2 separate regions of the Mus musculus genome follow, and region 1 is linked to region 2. A link is a contact called in public promoter capture Hi-C data. All regions are on one chromosome and are shown on one strand. The core of a region is the stretch at or near the end of the contact, and the rest is flanking DNA. Distances in the headings are between cores, read along the strand shown.

Region 1 (4,478 bases), core at 795-3,294, 150 kb after region 2:
TCTAAGCATATGCAAATGTGTGCATACTTATATAAATATGAACATATCCTGCATGCATAGGCATGCTCTCTCTGGAAGGCTCCATGGTAAGGCAACCCCCTAGTCATTGTTCCCAGTAGGAGCCATGGGCACAGCAGTGGGGGTCCCTTAGCTTTCCACTGTCACTCACCTCCACCTTTTGAAGGTGCGCACAGTTAATATGTGGAATGCTTCCAAGGCTACAATTCTAGGCCTCACACTCCTCTATCTCTAGAGACATCAGCACGGAGACTCCAGCCCCGGGGAAGATGGGATTGTGGGATACTCCAGTCTAGCTAGCCTTCTCAGACTCCAGAGGGCTCAGTGGACATCAGCCATCCTCAGTAGCACCTGGTCCAGGTAGAGCCCAGCACGACCAAGTCGGCCACTGAATATCTGTCCAGGTAGGTGTTACTAAAAGGTCACCCTGACTATTTTAGTCTCTGTACACTGCTGCCTCCATGTACTCTGTTTCTGTGTACTTGGACCATCCCAGTGCCTGGGAAGTTCTCGCTTGAGTCTAGCCTGCATCCTCCTTGTTCTGTCAATGGAGTGATAATTGTGGGGGGGGGGAAGTGATGTTGATTAAGAGCCACAGTGAATTTCCTACACCCCCCCCAGCTCCTAGGATGGAGGAGAACACTACTGTTGCCAATTACCCTACCAGAGCCCCACCCCCCTTTTCCATCTAGATTCCAGGCCCTTAACTGGTGATTTACAGGGCCAGAAAAGCTGAGCTTCAGGAGTTGGAAGCTGCATCACGGAGGGAATGCTCTACCAGATCAGGGCAGAGACCCCAGGCATCCACCAACACTCCTCTATGTGTAAGCGTGGCTCTTCTGCCTCCTGGATTGTTTAATCCACGCTACACTGTGATCCTTCACCTGCCCTATTCCCTCCAGGCTCTCTGCATCAGGAGACTCCAGGGGAGAAGGCCAGGAAGTGTTGGCTCCCATAGATACTCAGGACACAGCACTGGCTTTGACTCCGGTTTTCTGTCTGTCTGGGTGAGATGATGCAGGGATGAAGGGTGCTGCTGGAGGAAGGATGGGTCCTCCAAGGCCTGCTAGACCCAAGGAAAACAATCTAGCCTGCATTCTTTCCCACTCATTGACTGGATCGAGTGCTCCTTCCCTCATTCATTCACAACCAGCGGCTCCCAGACTGCACAGCGGGCATGCATGGAAGGCTCCCATGGAATAAGCTGGAAACCCCAGATGCCCTCCCTGGCCTCAGGCCACTAGACAGTGCTGGAAAACGGCACTGAGTTGCAGTCCAGCAGATGGACTTGACCCTGCTGCTCTGGTGGCTTCGGACATCCCCTTGGATGAAGGTCTGACCCTTTGTCAGTTCCTTCACTTGTGAAATGGGGGGCTGTACCAGGGTGTCTAAGGCTTTGGGGGAGCATGAATTTTAGTAGGAATCCATTTTAGGCCCTAAGATAGTGCTCACAGAACTGAGCCCATAACCCTTCTGCACTAAAACTTATATTGCCCCCAGCAATCCCATTCCAAAAAGAGGGGCCATGTGAGGCCTTAGCTCACAAAGAGGTACAGCTGCAGTTTCTGCAGTCACCTCACCTCAGAGCTGTCACTCAAGCAACAGACCCCAGCATTACAACCAGTAGTGTGGGGACTCCTCCTCCTCTCTGATCCATTGTCCCCAGAAATTAAGGTCTTCACTGACGAGGGGGGCTTCTTAGGCCCAGAGCCTCTCTGGCCCAGTTGCCCAATTCGGCCTGCACGCTCAGTTCCAGGAGGACTGAGGAGCCAGCAGCTTCCGAGGGGAGATGGCCAGGGACTGTGCACTTCTTGTCCACCTGGTAGTGTATAAGTGTCAGGCCGCCCTCTCATACAGTGAGAAAGGTGAAGAAACACTGGGACTAAAGGAACAGCTGTCACAGCTCCAAGAAATTGCCTCTGGAGCTGAAGCAGTTCTGCCTGACTGGACAGATGTGGGCCGCAGCTGTGGGCAGTACACAGGGGCCTGTGCCTCTTCCCGTGCCAAGTATGGCTTTTCTCCAGGAGTCCCAAGGCCTCTGTTTTTCTAGTGATCTCATCATGAGATAATCATGAAGGCTTAGCTGCTAAGCCAGGCCCTGGCCAAGCCAAGCATTCTTCCCATAGCCCTTCGGTTCCCCAACGCACCAGCCCTTAGAGCTGCGGCCCTCCCTCAGGCCCACAGAGAAGGAAGGGCAGTTCAACCTTGGCTAAGGTTGAAAGGCTTAGCCAAGAGACAGAGTGTAGCTTCCAGCCTCTATCTACGCTGGTTCTTGGAATTAGGAGGGGTTGTATCTTTGTTCCATTGCTCACATGAGAAAAAGGGGCCCAGAGACAGAGAGGAGACACGCCCCCATCAGGGTCACACAGCTAGATAGAAGCCATCTTGTTGCTCCAGTTGGGTTTCCTGGGGGCTTTCCTGGGCTCTAGACCACATCCAGCCGTTGCCCGCTGAGCGACACAGCAGAACAGGGGGCTTGCCCTTCTCCCCACCTTGATCTCAATTCTGCCTGGGAGAAGCCACAGCCACCACACTCTAGGAAGCAGTTCCAGGACCAGGGGCCAGAGACTGTCTAGTCCCAGCAGGTCCATAACAGTGAACTGGGGTTTTCAATGTTCTGAATCCTAGAAAACAAATAGGACTCAAACCACATTCATTCCCTCAAGCCACAAGTGGCTTTCTGCCTGGAGAAGATACTTTGTCTTTTAAAATCTATACTCTCCAGGACTGGGTCTAGTTTCTTCCATCAGTCTGGAAGGTTCTCCCAGGCCAGAGCTGGTCACCCTCACCTGGATATAAGTTCTCCTAGCATGGGAACTGTGTTTCTCTCATGTGACTGGGGTTCCCCAAAACCAGTGCAGAGTGGCTGTTATGAAATTAGCTACTTCCAAGAATACATCCCTCAACAGACTAGCTACCCTCTAAGAACATGTCTCTCCCTTCAGACTGAGTTGGACTCCCATGTCCCCATCCAGCCTGTTCTTATCCTGGGCACAGCTAATTTGGTCCTTCTCCTAGAATGGAGCTTTGGGTGACAGGGGGAACTCCCTCTACCCCTTCACCCCATCTCCAACTGGGGGCCTGTCTCAGACCAGCAAGGCCCACAGTCTTCCTCCCCCTGACCGCCACCCCCACTGGGCAGCCCAGCGCCCCCTGACCCCTCGGCCTTCCATCATGGGGGATCTATAACATTTACAATCCCCAAACAAAAGCCCCTGAGAGCCGAGGACAGAATTCATCTTCCCAACTGACAAGCCCCGTTAATTAACGACTTGGAAATCGATGACGAGGAGGGACAGGCAGCAAATGACACCTCATCGTGGGCCAAGAGGAGGGAGGAAATGTCTGGGGACTGGTGGACACGCACCGTGGGGCTGGCCCAGCGCCTGGGAGAGCCACCGCCCCCATCTGTCTCTGTCACTTCAAAGGCCATCGACTACCTTCCAAGCTAGAAATTCTCATTTCCCACTGTGTCAGACCCTCCAGAGAAAAGGGTGAGGGTTGCACCCGAGGAGTGTAAGCAAAGTACTTTAAGGAAGACCTACTACGCGCAGGCATGGTGCTGGATGTTCCTCACACTTTGAAGGCCTGGAGGCAACAGTGCAAGGTAGATTTCCTACACTGACCTTAGAGATAAGACAATCAAGCAGTTGACTAACCTTGGGGATGTTTTTATATGTCTGTTGTGATGACAGAAGGAAAGAACGGGATTTGTGAGAGCAAAAGGTCTGAAACCAGGTTCAGTTAGAGGGCTCCGTGGGGAAAATCTGATGAGCTGAGTCCGATCTCCACAACTCATGTTGTGGGACTCAAGAACCAACTCCTTTTTTTGTTTGTTTGTTTGTTTTGTTTTTCGAGACAGGGTTTCTCTGTGGAGCCCTGGCTGTCCTGGAACTCACTTTGTAGACCAGGCTGGCCTTGAACTCAGAAATCAGTCTGCCTCTACCTCCCAAGTGCTGGGATTAAAGGCGTGTGCCACCATGCCCGGCAGAAGAAATAACTCTTAAAGGTTATCCTCTGACCTCAACACAGTCATGTGGTATGCACCTGCACCTGGGCCTGCACACACACACACACAAACACACACACACACACACACACACAGACAGAGAGAGGGGGGAGGGTTAGAGCAAACACTAAGACCAATCTTCATCCCTGCTATCAGTGTAACATCACACAAACTGCCTGGTTTATTTGAACCTCAGTTTCCTTGTCTATAGTGAAGGGAGAATGGCCCCCATCCCCTCCACTGTGGAGAGGGCTCCATCTCTCCATACTTGCCGATGAGCACAATTGGACAATCAGACATGATTTTCTCACCAACGACCTTGCCTATTAAGCCACCCAAATTCTGGGCAACTGCGGATGACAGGGGATGAAGAGCAATGCTGGAGAGGAGAAGCCTGTGGGCAGGGCACGGGTGGCCACTGAGGAGTCAAGGGTTTGTCTGAGAGGAGTTT
Region 2 (4,171 bases), core at 1,511-4,010:
CTCTTGCGCAAAAGCCTGGCAGATTGGCGCAAGCGGGAGCTGACGCCGGGTTGAGCCGGCTTTAGGTGCCCTGCTGAGCTTTGCGGTTAGCGAGGCCTCAAGGGCCCCGCGGGCCCCGCAAGCCGGTGTGGCTTAGGCTCTCAGACTCTGACTCTGCTTTCCAGAGTAAAAACCTGCGCAGTCTGCAGAAACTCCAAAACTCAGCCTTTCCTCAGCAGCAGATTGCACCGATCTTTGCTTCCGGGCTCTTTTGCAAACACAAGCCACGCGCGTCCTGAATCGCCTCTGGGGACTGCGCTTCCAGGGCCTTTGGGCAAATGGAGGCCGGGGAGCTTCGAACTCTCCCCCAGATTTGGGAAAGCCTCAGAAACCAAGACCAAAATAGCGAAGTAAAGTGTGGGATTTCAAATCACTGGGAAATATAATTTACATTCGGAGCCATTCTGTTCTGTTGAGTTGTGATCGGGACAAAGAGTTTAAGAAAATACATGTAAAATGGTAAACAGAAGAGAATTTTCCCGGTTCTAACGAGCCGCCAAGAGGTGGCCTTCCTTGTGGGGCATTGGCTGGAAAGGCACGAAGAGGAGCCTGAGCATTGGTCTGAGGCCAAAATCGAACCGCACGGTTCTCCCAGGTCTATGCTTAGAGGCCAATCCACGTTTGGGGAGACCCATAGACATACAGGATTGGCCTCAAGGTCGGACTCTTTATTGTGGCTTTCTGGGCCACAAGGGCTCTGTAGTTCCGACAAGATCTCTTGGAGAAGGAAGAGGCAGGGACTGGAATAAAGCTGGAGCCTCTAAGCTCAACTTGGAGAACCAACAAGCTGGGAGAACCAGAAAACGTCTTTGGTTGCTGGAGAGCTTGGCTTCGGGAAAGGCAAGCGAGAGCTGCAACCCCGAGGCTGCTCCACCTCTCCCTCGCCTTGTTAGGGCTGCTGAGCTGAAGCCATCTCAGACCCTTTCTTCCCAGGCGCGGGCAGCCAAACCCGGACCACGCTTTCCAGAACCAAGTACTACAGCTGATGTGTTTATAAAAAGATAAAGAGAAAATTAATATATCTCGCAATACCGACTAGCTTCCTAAAAGGTAGAAGCGGGAAAAGACTGGGCTGCCCTAGTAAAAGGCAGCTCCTAACGCGGCTGCTAGAGCCACACAGACCTCTGATCCGAAGCTGGCCTGGAAGGGCCCATGGGGAAGGAGCAACAGAGGCGCGGGAGGGAAGTACTCACCGGAAGAAGTCGTTTTTACAGTAGAGCTTGCCTTCCCGGGAGAAGCACTTCTCGGTCAGGTTGCATTTACATTCACAGCACTGGACGCACTTGACGTGCCAGGCCCTGTCCAACACGTTCAAGAGGAAACGGTCCAGGATGGGCCTTTTGCAGCCCGCACAGTGCACCATGGTCTTTGGTTTGGTCCGGTGAGGCCCGGAGCGACAGGGCAATTAGAGTCGAGGGGATGACTTCTGAAGACAACCAGCTCCTCCAAAAAGAAGAAACCCTCTCTAGTTGGGCAAGCAAAAAACCCGTACTAGCAAATCAAAAGGGGGAGAGACCAGGCTGGTAGAGGGCAGCCCCGGAGTCCCGGGGCAACGGGATGGAGCAGCGCCACCTCAGCTCACCGGGCGAGGAAAATCAGTCTCAAGCGGGCTAGAAAGCGGCTCTTCTGCTCAAAGCCCGCGAAGGAGTGAAGGTCACCGTGAGAGGCGGCGGGACGTAAATAAATAAAATGGAAACAGACGAAAAGGAAGACGCCAAGAGCTCAGGATTCGGGAAAGCTGGGTTCTCTCCAGCTTGAGGTAGAGCTGTCAGAAGTCAAAGTGCATCTGCTTTTGTCAGAGTATGAAGGCAGGTTGTGTGCGTGTCAGACTGCCCACCACCGGGTTTTCCCCTTTAAAAAAAACACGGAAAGAAAAGAACACGGGAGTAGAAAGCTTTGGATCCTACATTGCCGGTTTCTTGCAGTGAGTTGGGACGCTCTGGGCGCCCGCGCTGGGCCTGGGGAGGGGGCGGGGGCAGACCGAGGTGTGGGGGAGATGGCGGGTTGGGTAGGATATTTTGTTGATTGTAGTTGTTGCTTAGGTAGCCCCCACCCCTTTGGAGAGTTTTCTTTTTTGTGCCAGTCAAAAATGGAAAGGGACCGTCCGCTTCGGGCGGACGCAGCCGGGCGCACTCGCTCGCTCCCCACCGCCCCAGCCCTGTCACCTCGGCCGGTGGCCTGCCAGGCAGTCTGCCGCGTCCTCCGAGCGGCCCTCCCTGCGCTTGGACTCCTGGGGAGGCAACACGGTCTGGCTCTTCACTGCGCCTGGACGAGCATCCTGGCTTCAGTCACAACTCGCGGCCGCTTGGGCGCGCAGCCTTGCATCGCTCGGCCCACGATCCCGCTGCCTGTGTTCCGGCCCCACAGTCGCTCGACTTTTTTTTTTTTCCTTGTCCCCCCCACCTCTCTTTTTGTGCGGTGGCAAATCTGGGTTTTCTTTCTAGTCTCCTTCCTTTCTTTTTCCCTCCCTTTTTCTTTTCCTTGGTCAACGCGAGAAGCCAGGGGAGGGGGCGTCTTGGAGAGCTTTAGAATGTCCTGGGGCTGCGGCTATAGAAGGCCAGCGGCTGGAACAGTTTGGCGCGGATTGCCGGTGTCGCTGTCCGGCCCGCGGGTTCCTTGTTGGCTCTCCCCAGGCGCGCGTCCCTCGGTCCCTAGTCTCCTGGCCCAGTCTTCCGCGCGTCTCTCCCCAGCTCCAGCGGCTCGGTCACTGCTCCTGGCTGTTGGCTGAGCCCTGGAAGCCCCCTCGCCTTAATGCAGCGCCCGCCGACGTCACGGCAGTCTGTGACCAATCAGCGCCTCGCGGTCCTTCTGTAAACCATTCTGCGTCCCCCCCGGCCGGGGAGAATGCGGGGAGACCGCGTTTAGAGGATCAGTGGCGGCGGGCCCGCGCGGTGCCGGCGACTAGCAGCGAGATGTCCTGGCCCCTTCCAGGTTTGGTAAGACGTCCGTTTCGGCATCAAGGATTGACAGTAGGCGGGAGGAAGCGCGGAAAGGAGGCGCGGAGGAAGTCAGAGTTCTGGGTGGGGGTAAAAGCAAACCTATATATTTAAAAAGACTTGTTGGGATTAGATTGCAGCGAGATCTGGAAGCTTGGGAGGTCCTAGTACACTGGTTTTGCAAATCACTAGGTGTTGATAGCCCGCCCCTTGTTCGTTTGGCCTGGAAATTGCCCCCGGCGTAGCTCGAGTCTAAGGAGAGGTAGGGGGCGCTTGGCAGCGTAATCTCGCCTTCTGTCTGTTTCGGTGCCTCCTCCCCCTGTCCATCCAAAGTCCACCCGGCAGGGAGTCTGGGAGACACGAGTGTCGATCTCCCGCTGCGCTCACTTGCAAAGTTGATTCGGGCGATTTCCTGATGGGGGCGGGAGAAACCGGAGGCCCGGCGCCAGGGTGGGAGAAAGAGTGGGTGGGGAAGCGCTTCGGGTGAGGAGCTCCAACTCTGGCAAGAAGTTGTGAGAAAATTGTGATCCGGAGACACCTTTTACAAACAAAAACAAATGACTAGGTGGGAAACGGCGGGGCTCCCGCAGCTGGGGGGAGGTGGTAGCAGCGGGGGACTGCACCGTAGCAGCAGGGGAGGGAGGCTTGTGGCGCACTGACCGAATATGCCTGGCTCCCATTCCGGTCGTCCCTTTTCCAGGCTTCGAACAAGTTCCTTTCTTCGGACGTCAACCGACCTACCAGAGTTTATTCCTTAGGAATGTTACACTTTCCCAATTCTGTCCACGTTGTAAATTCCTGGCCACCTTCTTTGGGGGACGGCGACGAATCTGCCTAAGTGTGGAAATCGATGCGGGTCCTGAAGGCTTGAGCTTTAAAGAGTATTCTAGTTCCCAGGAGCACTCAAGTTAAGCATAGCAGCCCCCCCTCCCCCAAGCTTAACCCAAACATCTCAAAGTGGTGCCACTTCTGCTCTTATTTGGGGGAGGTGCTAGGAAAGCCCATTTGATCAAACTTGGAAGGACCCTGCAGCCAAATCTAGATGGAATTTCAGAATCTGTCTTTAGAGTTATTTCATCTATGAGCCTAGCAGATCTTCTACAGGGCTAAATTAGGAGAAAAGTGTGCAGAAACGCGGTTGGACTGGCAGTGAATCCGCATCCACTAACACAATACCCTTTTCCAGCGAAGAGAGA

What was found. Promoter capture Hi-C pulls out the DNA fragments that hold promoters and counts their contacts.
Region 1: a promoter capture Hi-C map of neural stem cells shows a contact between it and region 2. The contact joins the enhancer-like site here to the promoter of Lhx1 in region 2. A contact is called at or near these places in 2 of 39 promoter capture datasets (cranial neural crest and neural stem cells), 1 of 484 Hi-C or Micro-C datasets (nephron progenitors), 12 of 115 datasets of contacts at active chromatin or transcription factors (the 230-238 cell line, bone marrow-derived macrophages, embryonic basal ganglia and 8 more) and 3 of 9 other capture datasets (adipose tissue, embryonic stem cells and pancreatic islet).

What each region holds. Positions count from the first base shown.
Region 1 is chr11:84,669,732-84,674,209 of GRCm38.p6, forward strand. No RefSeq gene overlaps it. Among named protein-coding and RNA genes, the nearest start is that of 1700109G15Rik, 48 kb to the right of the region's middle. Within about 2 kb of position 2,045, at least 6 of the 459 cell types and tissues checked have an H3K27ac peak or open chromatin away from gene starts, as enhancers often do. A contact at or near this core is called in neural stem cells, where this site is marked.
Region 2 is chr11:84,522,774-84,526,944 of GRCm38.p6, forward strand. Lhx1 (LIM homeobox protein 1) reads right to left here and starts at 2,761. Exons shown (of 5, transcript NM_008498.3): 1 at 1,233-2,761. The coding sequence starts at 1,402. Lhx1os (LIM homeobox 1, opposite strand) reads left to right here and starts at 2,887. Exons shown (of 4, transcript NR_038057.1): 1 at 2,887-2,975.